5 separate regions of the Sus scrofa genome follow, and all the other regions are linked to region 1. Evidence: chromatin contacts called from public HiChIP or PLAC-seq and promoter capture Hi-C data. All regions are on one chromosome and are shown on one strand. Each heading gives the region's core, a stretch centred on a gene start, on an enhancer-like site or on the middle of the called end of the contact. The rest is flanking DNA. Distances are from core to core; before and after follow the strand shown.

What was found. Promoter capture Hi-C pulls out the DNA fragments that hold promoters and counts their contacts. HiChIP or PLAC-seq counts read pairs in DNA pulled down with a chosen protein or histone mark.
Region 2: a contact with region 1 is called in an H3K27ac HiChIP or PLAC-seq map of alveolar macrophages. The contact joins the promoter of LIAS here to the promoter of LOC110262080 in region 1. A contact is called at or near these places in 2 of 5 promoter capture datasets (fetal liver and liver) and 2 of 2 datasets of contacts at active chromatin or transcription factors (alveolar macrophages and skeletal muscle).
Region 3: a contact with region 1 is called in an H3K27ac HiChIP or PLAC-seq map of alveolar macrophages. The contact joins the promoter of RBM47 here to the promoter of LOC110262080 in region 1. A contact is called at or near these places in 1 of 5 promoter capture datasets (liver) and 1 of 2 datasets of contacts at active chromatin or transcription factors (alveolar macrophages).
Region 4: an H3K27ac HiChIP or PLAC-seq map of skeletal muscle shows a contact between it and region 1. The contact joins the promoter of UGDH here to the promoter of LOC110262080 in region 1. A contact is called at or near these places in 1 of 5 promoter capture datasets (liver), 3 of 47 Hi-C or Micro-C datasets (epiblast stem cells, heart right ventricle and liver) and 2 of 2 datasets of contacts at active chromatin or transcription factors (alveolar macrophages and skeletal muscle).
Region 5: a promoter capture Hi-C map of liver shows a contact between it and region 1, with 3 times the contacts expected there. The contact joins the promoter of UBE2K here to the promoter of LOC110262080 in region 1. A contact is called at or near these places in 2 of 5 promoter capture datasets (fetal skeletal muscle and liver), 5 of 47 Hi-C or Micro-C datasets (embryonic fibroblasts, fetal heart ventricle, heart right ventricle and 2 more) and 2 of 2 datasets of contacts at active chromatin or transcription factors (alveolar macrophages and skeletal muscle).

The regions. Positions count from the first base shown.
Region 1 is chr8:31,205,317-31,208,051 of Sscrofa11.1, forward strand. LOC110262080 reads left to right here and starts at 1,413. Exons shown (of 2, transcript XM_021101118.1): 1 at 1,413-2,545. The coding sequence starts at 2,071.
Region 2 is chr8:30,697,912-30,700,646 of Sscrofa11.1, forward strand. It overlaps LIAS (lipoic acid synthetase), which reads left to right and starts at 1,403. Exons shown (of 11, transcript NM_001243462.1): 1 at 1,403-1,546; 2 at 2,533-2,705. The coding sequence starts at 1,502. RPL9 (ribosomal protein L9) reads right to left here and starts at 1,278. Exons shown (of 8, transcript NM_001243481.1): 1 at 1,256-1,278; 2 at 760-806; 3 at 554-669. The coding sequence starts at 805.
Region 3 is chr8:31,689,401-31,692,135 of Sscrofa11.1, forward strand. It overlaps RBM47 (RNA-binding protein 47), which reads right to left and starts at 1,357. Exons shown (of 8, transcript XM_021101124.1): 1 at 1,202-1,357; 2 at 891-1,053.
Region 4 is chr8:30,757,947-30,760,681 of Sscrofa11.1, forward strand. It overlaps UGDH (UDP-glucose 6-dehydrogenase), which reads right to left and starts at 1,413. Exons shown (of 12, transcript XM_003356899.5): 1 at 1,082-1,413. LOC110262078 (a long non-coding RNA gene) reads right to left here and starts at 1,699. Exons shown (of 1, transcript XR_002346605.1): 1 at 1,187-1,699.
Region 5 is chr8:30,886,679-30,889,413 of Sscrofa11.1, forward strand. It overlaps UBE2K (ubiquitin conjugating enzyme E2 K), which reads left to right and starts at 1,316. Exons shown (of 7, transcript NM_001078671.1): 1 at 1,316-1,378. The coding sequence starts at 1,316.

The DNA of each region.
Region 1 (2,735 bases), core at 163-2,662:
ATTCATCTGGCATTTTAGAGAATTAAATATTGTAACATAACCAACTGGAAGATTACAGAGAGCAGAGTATGAGCAGGAGTAGCACCTTGGCAATTAAGGTACATCAAGATACTCGATAATTCAAAGATTCTTAAATTTCCTCTTTGAAATTAAAAGATACATGAACTCAAATGAGAATGAGCCTGATAAACAATCCATTTATCCAGTGTTTTAACCTAATGCCTATGTCTCATTCTTTAAAAGATGTGTTCTTTTCCTATTGGCTTAGAATTTAAACCAATAAGGAAGAAGGAAATCTTTGTAAATATTCACAAAGGAAGGCTGGCCCTGTGAATGCTGAGTAAAGATTGCTTTGTTCTTCATTTGAGTCTAACTTTCAAAACTTTCAGATGTTTTTCTTTTATTGGCATAGTAAGCAAACATTTTTTTTCCCTTTAAATATTCAGCCTGGTTTATATCTTGCTGGCTTGAAATATATTTCCAATGTTAAGAATATTTTCTTCTTATTGTTCAGACCTAAGATGTGATTAATGGAAAAATCAACAATTTAATTGCCAGTTTTTATTATTATGGTGAACACATTTCATATGAACAAACTCAATATTAACTTGCTAGATTTGTTTGAAGTTTATAATTACTAGGGTTCTTTCATTCCTAAAGTGGCATATATCACTTTATTAGTCACTTTTAATGGTTGTTCAAAGGCAGAGATAATGTTAGGTTCTCAGCAATAGCTACTTAAATCTTGAGATTCTGAGTACTTTGTTAAAATTTTTGCTGTTTCCAAGTTACTGAAAGTATTAATAGAGATGTCTGTGTTGTAATTTCTTAACAGGGGCTCAAGGGACTTTTAAAAATACAAAAAGTTGTATGGTTGGTTTCATTAGAAAAGTTACCTTTCCTATTAAATATTTCTGATTTCTGAAAAAAACCACTACAATGTTTTCGTGAGTCGGTGTTCCAATTGGACTTATATGAAGATAAAAATTCACTTGCATTTCCCCAAATTTACACTCTGTTTAAAGCGATTACCATAGCAACATGAACAGAGATTCTTCGATGCAAAGGATTACTCTGTCAGGGGCTTATTCTTTTCTCTACGAAAAAACACTGATGGTGGAATAAAAAGTAATTGCAAAGGGAGGGAACCGAGGGAGGAAAAAACGAATAAGCGTAATCACCACCACCAGTAAGCAAGGGTGAAAAATTCGTGTACCTGAAAACACTGAACATTTCACGTCAGAACAGAGAAGAAACAAACCCAGGAAAGCAGGGTTTAGGAGGAAGAAAAAAAGGAGCAGACTTGGGGCACGGTCTAATAACACAGCGATCGTAAAAGGGAGGAAAACATCTTTGCTTTTTTTGGCACCTGAAAACTGAAGCTCTAAGCAGGGCAAAGGCCAGCGCCTGCGGTTCTACGTTGCAAACATGCACTCGTTTTGTGCTTCTGCCAGCGTGTTCAGACCGCGCGTTGGCAGCGCCAGCGGGGGCCGGGCAGTGCTGGTCCGGGCCGCAGCCGACCCCTTTGTCTCTCGGCTCCGAGGCTGCCGCCCGAGCGCGCAGAGGGGCAGCGGGCCGCGCTCCCGGAAACCTTCGGTGGGCAGCGCGGCGCGCGCGGGGGCGGGGTTCGCGCGCCTACAGTCGCCGTGGCCTTGCACCTCCCGACTCAACAGTCCGGTTAGGCCACGCCGAGGCCGCCTGGTTCGTCCCGCGGTCCCTCCCAACTTGCTGCCGGGACCCGCGCGCAGGCGGGCCCGCCCCGCTCTCATTTCCTCCCCCGCCTAGACCAGCGAGTACGACCTTGTGTTGCTGTTTTGCCTTTGGGGCTTGAGAGAGTGGCGAGGTTTAGAAACGGCTGTGGTCGACCGCGCCACTTATTTCCGCAGAAATTTCGGGCCCCTTAGTGCTACGTTCACCAGCTCAAAACGGCTCCCGCCTTCCCGAAACTCCGACCCATTGAAAAGGGCTTGCTCCTCCATGTGACCCCAGGACAAGGGAAGGGGGAAAAGACGTCAGGCTTTCGGGCGAGCTTTCTTGGCGGAGGTGCGGGGTGGCGGGAAGACCGGTCCGATGCGGCAGAACCGGCCAGGCCAGGACTCGCTCGCTAGGGAGCGGGAAAGGCGGGAGCGCCGGCGGGCAGGGGTCGCCCGGGCCGGCCGAGACGCCCAAGCAGACCTCGGGGACGCACCAGAGGTCGCGGCGGGGAGCCAGCGGGGGTGGGGGAGGCGGAGGGCGGCGATCCACCTGGGCGACGTGGCAGCCATTCCCTGTTCCCCGAGACCCCTCCCCATTCGGCCGCCCACCCGCCCCCTCGCGGCTGGCTGCTGTGAGGCTGCTCTTCCCCGACCGGACGAAGAGCGGCAGTGTCTCCCCGCCCGGCACTCGCCGCGCGTCTCCCCCCCGCGGCCGTCGCTGCTCGCCAGCCCTGCACCGCGCCGGAGAGCGCAGTGGCGGCGGCGGGAAAGGGCTGCGGACCCGCGGCGCCGCGTCGCACACTCGACGACGCGGCCCCGGCCTCGACGCCCTCCGCCCGCTCCTGGAGCAGGTAAAGGCAGCGGGTGGGAGGCAGGGCCGGGGAGAGGGTCCGGGAGGGAAAGGATCCCGGGGTCCCCGAACCGGAGCGGAGGGCCTGAGGCAGCAGCGGGCGGCGCTGCGACCGAAACCTCAGTCCCCGAACGTGGGAGGCCGGCTCGGGCCGCCTCCAGTCCGGCCCGCGGGCCCGGCCGCCCGGACGG
Region 2 (2,735 bases), core at 153-2,652, 510 kb before region 1:
TACAATTTTGGACACTAAATTATAAGATAAAACATTGAACCTCAATTCCATAATTTCTCAAAAGTTTTTATTTCTTCTATTATGGTTGACTTACAACATTCCATCAACTTCTGCTTTAAAGTCACTCATTCATACATATAAATATTCATTCCTTTTCTCACATTATCCTCCTTCATGTTCCATCACAAGTGACTGTAGTTCCCTATGCTGTACAGCAGGATCTCATTGCTTATCCACTCCAAATGCAATGTTTGCATCTACTAACCCCAAACTCCCAGTCCATCCCACTCCCTCCGCCTAGACTAGAACAGACTAGAACCAATAGTCTGTTCCCCAAGTCCAAGAGTTTCTTTTCTGTAGGTAAATTCTTTGGTGCTGTTAGACTCCAGAGAAAAAATTATCCATCAAATGGTATGTCTTTCTCTAACGTACCTCACTTGGTATGAGTCTCTATTCCATCCATGTTGCTGCTCAATTCTGTAGTTTTTAAAACAACTTGATATTCTTAAATTACAACTTTCCAAACAAACTGAGGTGATTAAACAAAACTCACCCTCTTCTTTTTCTTTCCAAGGAGACTGAGTTCTACATTGATGTGGTTGAAGTCCCTCCTCAGAGTGCCTCTGGGGCCCTTCACAATGACTGTGCGTCCTTTTAGTGTGATGTCGACTATGAAAGAAACATACTCGTGAGGCATCGAAACAAATTAGAACGCACGCAGTAAAAACATATGAAAAAAGCAAGCACCAAGTCTCCTACCATTTTCTGGAATGTCGACAGTCTGATTGCTGAGAATGGTCTTCATTCTGAAACACAAACACTTGGGTAAGAAGGTCGCACAGGATTTGTTTTGGGCCGAACTACCTTGCACAGAACTCCACTCCTACCAGAGACCGGCAGGCAAAAATCTCGGGGAGGATACAGAGGACTAATCCCGGAAACGGCCCCAGCTGCGCCTTGGCTTGGAAGGAGCAGCTCCTAAACAGTTATTAAAAACCCAGCGGGCGAACTCCCGGTCAGCGCAGCTCTGGGAAGTCCTATCAAGTCGGCGCCATCCCGGCAAGGCTGAAGGGCGGCAGTAGGCCTAAAAGCCCAATACAAGGCTCGAACCCCATCGCCACCAGACTCATATGACGCTCGCCGCGCAGGGAGACAAACAAGACACGGTTTCCGAGGGCCACACCCGCACCTCTGGCTTTCCCAAAGCCGATGCCTTCAGATTCCCAAGGCCCACCGAATACAGAATCCACCTTACCTCGCAGTAGATGCGGCAAAGAGAGAGCGTCTTTCGTCATCACGCTTTTGTAGTACGTAAGGGTCCTGCGTATGGCGTCATAAGCGCGCGACACCACGAGGCTAAAGCAGCCAATCGTAGAGCAGCGCAGGTTCCACCGGGTCAGTGTTGGCTCAGGTTGTTTGTCATAAGTGGAGCGACGGTGTGTCCTTCTCTTTTCCCGGGAATTAGTGATTGTTCCTCCCTGCCAGAAAAAAAAAGTGCAGGATGGCTCTACGCTGCCGGGGCGCCGTCCGCACTGTATGCCCCCGGGTGAGCGGCGGGGCGAAAAGGGAGCGGGCGTGGGGTGGGGGTTCCCATCCCTGAAAGTGCCCGATAATGCCAGCGCTTACCCGGCGTTTACTTCTAGCCAGGTACTGTTCTAAACATTTTTCGTATAGCGTCTCATTTAATTCTGACATGGTCATGAAGTTAAGACCTGATACTGGTTTTTTTGTAAGTCTGTGGCCCGCGCTCTGAGACCTTTTTTCCTGCTATCAATGCAATGATTTGTACTCTTGTATTTATTGGAGCACTATAGAAGCGCTGCAATGAAACTCCAAATTACTACTTGGTGTTGGTGTCTCCTGTGTACTAGACACCACTTTGGGCGATTAAAACCCAAGTCTGTGCTCCAGGCTTGAGCGAGAGACCTGGGCAAGTACAGTAGCTATCGTGCAGCATCCTAATAGGCACTCTTTTTTTTTTTTTTTTTTTTTTTTAATAGTTGAAGGTTCTTTTGCTTTAACAGTACTACCTCTTGAATTTTATGGTGTTTTGTCTGTCTTGTACATGTATGTGTTCAAATCTAGAAACCGATGGCTTCTTATGGTCAACAAATACATGAGTGACTTCCTTGTTCACACACAGTATAACCAAGAAAATTAAAACATTAGGTTTAGTTTCCCTTCTTCCACTTCTCTGAAATCAGCTGAGAACTACCTCCGTGTTTTAGCAGGTATTCTTATTCAAGCCCAAAGCAGAGAGATTAATTTCAAATTTCATTTAAACATACTTGACTCAAGTCAGGAATAGAAAATTCAAAGCTGTAGCTCCCATTCTCCTTTGGGTTTGGTTTGTTCTCCTTGGGTCATCTTTAATTTCAGATTCTGAGCTCCTTACATTGAGCTCGTAAATAGATTAACATAATTTCTGAATCAGTTCTGTGGCTTTACCCATCCTTTTAGGTATTAAACGAGTTTAATACTAAGTTATTCCAAAGCCCCCTAAATAAATGTCACAATGAACTCTTTCTGTAGGTATTTGGAAGATATTTATGCAGTCCAGTCAGAGCAATAAGTTCCTTGCCAGATAAAAAAAAGGAATTTTTACAGAATGGACCAGACCTTCAAGATTTTCTATCTGGTGATCTTGCAGACAAGAGCACCTGGGATGACTATAAAGGAAACCTAAAACGCCAGAAAGGAGAAAGGTAATTGAAATTTTGAGGTAATTTTAATGT
Region 3 (2,735 bases), core at 107-2,606, 480 kb after region 1:
CAGAATTTCTTAACCTTGGAAACCTGCAGATGGAAGCTCTGGGAGGACAACTCCCGAGCCCCGGCTTCTCACTGTCCCAAACTGCACATTCCAAAGGGAAGCGGGAGCGATAACCCAAGGCAGTTCTCTGGGGCTAGATTCCAGGCGGGATCGAGAACTTGAAAGCGCGGCGACCCCCTGGCCGAGCGGCACCGGCTCTGCACCCCGGGTAGACGGGCGGCCCGGGAGTCCTGCTGCGTCCGGCGCGGCGCGCGGGGAGCGCTCAGAGTCGCGTCTCGAGCTCTTCCCGGTTCCCTCCTCCCTCCGCCCGCTGCCCTCCCCCAGCCGAGGCCATTCGCCTCACAGTAGCAAGGTTGTCTCTCGTCTACTCCCTTCCCTTAAACTCACCAAACCAGATTTTTACTCCCAACACCGGCAACTTCCCGTAAATCTGCACTGAAATTTTATCCTGCTCGCTGAGCCTCCGCTGGCTGAAGGCCAGTGCAACATTCCTGTTGTTTTAGGAGCGCAGATACCTTTGCTGAAGGTTAAAAAAAAAAAAAAAAAAAAAACTGCCTCGATTGGGAGAGATTTGGGTACTTCACCAAACAGACTCCTCTCGGCGCTCAAAAAGTCACATCCATTTCAGAGTGCCAGAAATAGCCCCAAAAGTGGCACCTGCTCCACCTGCGGACATCTGTCGGAATCAGACGTCTGGCCCCCTTTGGGGCGTTGAGGGAAACCAAGCAGAACCACGTTTGAGGAATAAGGAACCTGCTGTTGAATCACGAGCTGATCAGTACACCCCACCCCCGTCCTTCTCCCTAGTAAAGAAGCCATTTAACCAGGTAGGATCACAGTGAGCCCGGCGGCGGGCCTGGTGGAAGGGGGACCTCCCAGAGTGTCCTTACCTGAGGCCGAGCACCGCTGGAACGAGCAAGGAGAGGAACGTCACGCGGACCAAGCCCTGACCTTTGCCGGGGCCTTAGCAGCAGGGCCTGGGGCCTGGGCGCTCGCTGCTGGTTCAGAAGTGTCTCATTTTAATGCGCTCTGACCTAAAGTTACAGCTGGTTTCTAGAAAGGGAACAAAAAAACACTGCATTTAAAAACAGCAGCCAAGCCCTCCTTTAACCTTGCCTGATCTCGGGGGAGTTGGCTCTAACCCCCACCCTATCCCCAACCCCAAGAAATCCGCAATCTGTGCCCCACCCCTCCGCATTACCTGTTTATACAAGAGTTAAGGAGCCTCACGCATTTCAATAGAGCGCTAAGCCTGTTTGTAGGCGCGTAATCGGCCAACAGGAATCGAATTCTGTGACTAAACAAACTAGAAGAGGAAGCAGGCACCACCAGGAACCTAAAACGGAGTTGTGATTTCGGGTTGCAATGTCATTCAACAGAGGGGAAGGAAAAAAAAAAAAAAGTGCTGCTTCTCGCTGGGCATAGTCATAAAAAAAGTTTTGGTTTTTTTTTTGTTTTTTTTTTTTTTGGCTAGTTAAATGAGTTAATACAAAAAGCTTAGAATGGTGCCTGGCACATTGTGTTAGCCGTCATTATTATTTTATTATTTGTTTGCACTGTGGCTTTCTTTCTCAAGAGGAGAGGGTGTGATCAGAAAAGTGGGTTCTTGATCCAACACTGCCACTCACTAGCTGTAAACCTGTGAGCCAGGTTTTTTCTTTTTTTTTAATCTCTTCCAGCGTCCTTTTTTGGAATTTTCTAATCATGAGATTTTTACAGTTTACACTCATTGTGGACCATCTAGAATGCAATGGGGAAAAAAGTTCCTGTAAAATACCGCGCAACTCATTTTCATCTCACTTGAAAGTTGCCATATTGACAAGATACATGAAGATAAATCAACCTGTACATTCCATGAAGTTTAGTAACAGAAAGGAACTGGGGACCTAGCAATCAACCATGGATGTGTGCTTCATTCTAAATTGGATTTAGGCACTTAATTTGCTGTCTGAATCTGGGAGGGTCACTTACTCTATTTGGTTAAAAGCCAGTGCTGGACAAATACTGGTCATTGCCAGTGAAATAGGGGGAAGTCATTTTTAAACTCCTCATAAATAAACAAAAGTGATTATTGAAAACTAAGATGTGATCAATCCTGACACCCTTTTTCCTCCACTTGACTTCTCTCTTTTTTTTATTTTTTATTTCATTATTTTTTTGTCTTTTTGCCTTTTCTAGGGCTGCACCCACAGCATATGAAGGTTCCCAGGCTAGGGGTCTAATCCGAGCTGTAGCTGCCAGCCTATACCACAGCCACAGCAACTTGGGATCCGAGCCATGTCTGTGACCTACACCACAGCTCACGGCAACACCAGATCCTTAACCCACTGAGCAAGGCCAGGGATCGAACCTGCAACCTCATGGTTCCTAGTCAGATTCGTTAACCACTGAGCCACGACGGGGAACTCCACTTCACTCTTTTTTTATTTTTTGTTTGTTTGTTTTTTCCACACCCATGGCATGTGGAAGTTCCCAGGCCAGGGATCTAAGCCGTTCTATAGCAGCCACAATAAGAGACACAATGGTGACAACGCCAGATCCTTAATCCACTGAGCCACCAGGGAACTCCCTTAACATCTCCCTTAAAGAAGGAAAACATGGTCCTTTTACATGAATGAGGCTCTTTGTACTTTGCTGAGCACTTTCATCCACCTCATCTTATCTGATCTTACAATTCCATCCTATGAAGTACTTTATCCCCATTTTGCAGATTGAAGACACTAAGATCAAGTAGC
Region 4 (2,735 bases), core at 163-2,662, 450 kb before region 1:
CAGCAACTCGGGATCTGAGCCGCGTCTGCAACCTACACCACAGCTCACGGCAACGCTGGATCTTTAACCCACTGAGCAAGGGCAGGGATCGAACCCGAAACTTCATGGTTCCTAGTCGGATTCGTTAACCACTGCGCCACGACGGGAACTCCATGAAGACATCCTTTCAATCAGGGTTCTCGACCACTTACCTTACTAGATGCTAGGCACTGACAAACACATCTCAGAGCAGACAGTAAGCTCTTTCATTTCCAGAACTGCCCCCTGCACCTCCCAAGGAACAGACCAGACTACTGTTGCCCATTTCTTAGGGGATTTGAAGAATCTCAAAGAGTCACTGTGTCTTTGAGAGCAGTCAATGAACAGCTACTCCTCTGTATATCTCTGAAAAGTTCACTACTAGTGAATCCCTCTTTTCTACATACCAGAATTCTTGACCTTACTCAGTTATTTTCCTATATATAAAGAGGTACACAGTTTTTCAAGGTCCCACACAAACCTGATATCCCAAGAAAGGCCTTCCCTAACATGAAACAAAGCCATTACACGGTGTGGCGGCCAACAATAGATCCCAGGGCAGCCCATATGAATGTCTTAGGATTTCGTCCTCGAAAGGACTCTGGTTCTTTTTCTCTTTACTCTCTTAAGAAGGGCAGCCGGTGACATGAGGAAAGCAGCATCCTAACCTGTGAGCAGACTATAGACACAAACAAAAGACTAGGATTCTGAGACCAAAATGGGGTCCCTAACCAGAGGACCGCTTTTTTTTTTGGCGGATGTTTGGCTTTCAGAGGCGCCAGGGAAATCTCATTTATTTTACGTCGGAAAGTAGGAGAAAGCAGAAAAAGAGGCGGTTGGAAGACTCAAGAGTCTTAAATAAAAAGCCCAAGATATCCCTCCTCCAGAGCAGCAGATCCAAAAGACGATTCCCGCCCAGAACCCAAAAGAAGAGACGAGGGTCGTGACACTGGACGCTCGGGACTGGAAACAGCACGCACACCCTGCCGGCTCCTTCCACACCCCTCCCCGACCCGGGGACATCCCCACCGGGCGGTGGGGCCAGCCCGGGAAAGGCGCTTACCCACTTCCAAGCACCAAGCACGGCGACCGCTCCTATCTTGACCGCTCGGACAGCTCCTCGCTCTGGGCCGCGCAGCCGCAGCTGCAGCACTCGCGCCCTGCTCGGTCTGATCCCTGTTCACCGCACACCCCTCTCAGGCTGCCAGACGCCTCACCCCGAGTGCCCAGCCGGAGCCCGTATTTAAAGGCTTCCACCGGAGAAGGCGGAGGCTTCATTCCCCGGCAGCCAGGCCCTCCCGGACTCTGCCCTCCGCCGCATCCTTACTCCCCCTACCGCCACGTTAGGCCCGGGACCCACCCCTATTTCCTGCGGGGCCCAGGGGCGGGGGACGGGGCGTGGCTAGTAGGGGCTGGGAGGGGGGCATTCCCCGCCCCCAGCCGAGCCTGGGCAAATCCCCTCGGACCAACTCAGCGGCGCCGCCCCTGCCGGGAGCGGCGCTGGGAGGAGCTGCGTGTGCGGCGGGTCGGCGCTCCAGGGCTACGGCCTCGGGAGAGTCTAGCTCAGGTTCTAGTTCCCGGGTAGTCTGAGGCCAGCTCTTGCCCTCCGGCCCCCGCTTCTCTCCCATTGTGCCTGTCCTGGCTCACTGTCGGGACTGAGATGGTGCCGCGTGCGCGCCAGGTCAGCCATATTCTGGAGCTGGGGGGGGTATTGGGCGGGCTGCGGCCCAAGGGGACCGGAAGGACCAGCCCCCTTTCCGGTCTCCCCATCAGCCTAGCGGGCCGGCCTGGTCTTTCGGGCCCCTAGACCCTGCGGGTCAGACGTATCCAGCGGCTTACTCCATCTCCACGCTTTACAGGCTCGTGGGTCTGCCGCACCCTCCAGGCCCGCCGCACCCTCCAGGCTCGCAGCCCAGGGTTTCGTCAGATTACGGCCTCCTCGCCCCTTCTGGGAAGGAGGCGCCTCATGTCTGAAGGATGATGCTGAATCCGATCATGACTGGACCAGTTCGTACCCTCGCCCTGATCCTTGGGTAGACAAGCGGGGCAGCCACGCCCTCCAGGCACATTTTTCCAGATACTCCTGCCAATTCGGGATTTGAGCTGTCTGTGCATGATATATAGCGGAGAGCATGGAAGATAGAAATGTCGCGTATGAGGAAGAGTAAAATTGACGCATGGAGCCTCCCACTTTTGGGGGGGAGATGGGGCGGCGGCTGGGGCATGTGTAAGTTCCCTGGCCAAGGATGGAAGCTGCGCCACAGCAGTGGCCCAAGCTGCTGCAGTGATAACTCTTGGTACTTAACCCCACTGTTCCATAAAAGAACTCTTGATGGAGCCTCCCACTTTTAATGAAAACAGTTCTGTTCCTGTTTCCCCACTCCAAGGTCATTTTAAACCTCAAATGTAAAAAAAGGCAGAACACTGTAAACCAACTATAATAGAAAAAATAAAAATCATTATAAGAATAAATAAATTTTAAAAATCATGACTTTTTCCCCCTCTCATTAAATTAGAAATTATATCAGAGTTCCCTGTGGTACAGTGGTTTAAGGAATCAGCAGCGTTATCACTGCAGCAGCTGGGGTCGCTGCTGTGACCCAGGTTCCATTCCTGGCCCTGGAACTTCCACAGGCCCCGGGCAGGGGCAAAAAAAAAAAATTACATCAAGTGATATACAGTCAAAGTCAAATACCATTTTGAAAAATGTCATGAGG
Region 5 (2,735 bases), core at 66-2,565, 320 kb before region 1:
GCAGGCTCGGCCAAAAGAAAAAAACACTCAAAACCCCCCCAAATCCACAACCATATTACTTATTGGAAACTTTAGCAACCGCTTTCAAATTTACTTTCCATTTAAAACATTTTAGTCTTATCGTTACTCATTTATTCATTCAATATTTATTAAGGGCCTTAATAGGCACCAGGCACAGTTGTAGATCCTAGGTTTAAGTAAGTAAAGCTGCCCTTCTCGCCCAAGAAACATCTACTACTCCATTTTTCACTTTAATATATAAACTATTTTCACATGTTCAGTGGTTCCCACTGTGTGGCTCCAGAAGCAGCGGCAGGAGCAGCTGCATCTGGGAACTTGTTACAAATGCAAATTATTAGGCCCACCCTATACTCTAGGAATGGGGCCCAGCAATCCGTTTTCTTTTTATTTTTTAACAAGTTATTCAGGGATCCTAATGTACATTCGAGTTCCAAAACTATGGTTTTAGTTCCAGGGCTTGGTATTAATTACCTAAGCAGGTCAAAGATCAACACCTGGCTTCTAAATTCCATGGAGTACTGGTCTCAAATAAAATTGATGAGACCCATACTTAACTTTATAATTTGTTGTACCTGTTAAGATCCTGGAATGATCGTAGTAATAGCAGCACCGTAAGAGCTTCATAACAAAAATGAACCTCAGTGCATTTGCCGGGCCTACACCAAGAAAAAATAGGCCAGACTGAATTCCAGGACAGTGTTTTCAGACACTAAACACAGGCAGGCACACTAAGCCTGTGGGTTCTGGGTCTGGCTGAGTCAGGGCGGCGCTCCAAACCGAGTGGAGCCGCGTGAACCCGTCAGGCTGGACTCGAACCTTCGGTTACAGGCCACGGTCTGGAAGCCTGGACCATACACCTGGTTCGAAGAGGGGCAGAGACGCCTGAGAGGACCGAGGAGGCCGGGGCAGCGCTGACCAGCGCGGAAGCCGCACCCTCCAGGCCTCAGACGCCGGCAGGGCGGAGCCACGCGGCCGCAGCTCGGGCAGAGACGCGCGGCGCGGGGCGGCGCGGCGCGGGTTCGCAGCTGAGGCGTATGGGGCTACAACGGGAGCGGCTGCGCCGCCCGGTCAGGTCAGCGTCGTGCGCAGGCGCGGACCTGGCGCCATTTTGGTGGCCGGGCGCGGAGGTGATTCCACACTGAGGAGAGCGCGGCGGCCGGAGTGGCAGTGGCAGCGTTCGTGTGCTCTGGTGTGAATCGCCGAGGGAGGAGGCGGTGGAGGAAGAGGTGGCGGCGGTGGCGGTGGTCGTAGCGGTGGCGGAGGAGGCGGGTACGAATCAGCTGCGGGCGGAGACATGGCCAACATCGCGGTGCAGCGAATCAAGCGGGAGTTCAAGGAGGTGCTGAAGAGCGAGGAGGTCAGAAATGAACTCCCGAACGTCCCCCACCTCAGCCCATGGCGGGAGGGTCCTTCCACTGGCGTCCCCAATATCCCTAGTAACGCCCGAGTGGCCCTCTTTGCGGCCGCCCTTCTGCCTGTGGGGAAGCAGCAGTCTCCCCCTCCTTCCGCCGCCTTCCCCTCCCCTTCCAGGGCCCTGGGATGGACGGTCTCGCGGGCGGGTGATCTGGAGAGGAATCAGATTGGGGGGGGCAGATGGAGAAGGGGGCGCTTAGACGCGGGGTGTGAGCTCTTGAAAGAGCCCCTAGATAGTGGCAACAGCTGGAAGTGTGGTTGTAGGGTGGGGAGTGAGCAGGCCGAGCCTGAGAAAACCCGGGAAGTAGGTTGGGGGAAGGGGAAAGGTGGTAACTGGATCCCGAGAGCTGCGCTGCTCAAAGGCCCTCACTTTTAAGGGTATTCTGGGTTGTAGCCGATCTGGCCGCCGCTGTCCTTTCCTTAGGGAAGGAGCGATGAGAGTTCCTAGGTATTGATGAAAGAAGGCCGTTCAGAGTTACTCCCTTTTAGTTGGGTGTTGGAAGAGAGAGCAAGACATAATGGGGTACTGTCTATATTGTTTAAGTGGGGGATAAGGGCATTGCCACTTGAGATAGGAAATTAATTCCATGTTAGAGAATTATCTCATTTCCACTTACCCCCAAATCCTAGGCCTCTTTTTTGTAGGCACCTAAAGCTTTTTGACTAGGTAAAGGCAGGTTGTTTGGTGTGTTAAAGACATTTAAATATTTATAGCTGGGATTAGGACATATAATGGAGTGTATGAGTAGCTTATTTTAAAATGTTTACAAGTTACAGATCAGAGTCTGTTTTAAGACATTGCCTCTGTGACACTGCTGTGTTGTGCCATGAAACTTCATTATGATGTCCCTCATAGTTAACTTGATTCTTACTATTGAAAAACAGTGCTATTAAAAAAAACATGAGGTTTCAGCAGATTAATACATTGTTATATCTCCTTATTAAACATGACATTTCAGCAGATTAATAAATACATTGTTATATCTCCTTATCCCAACATCTATCTGAAAGGATTAAAAAGTTTTTTTGTCTCAAGCTCCTCTTGAGTCCTGTAGAACACTCTAGTGTTGGCCACATTTATTAATATGTTTTAAATGTTTTAGTAATTTAGTAATTTGACTCAATTATGAATCAGTGTAATTTTTCATACCCAAATCAACGAGAATGCTAGGTTGTTTTTCCTTGTTGGATTCAACAAAGAAAGATTGAGCATATTGAATGGTTATTTTCAAAATATCACACACCATTATTGAAAGTATCATTACTATATGTGTTTTTCTCTTATATCAATACTTTGACGA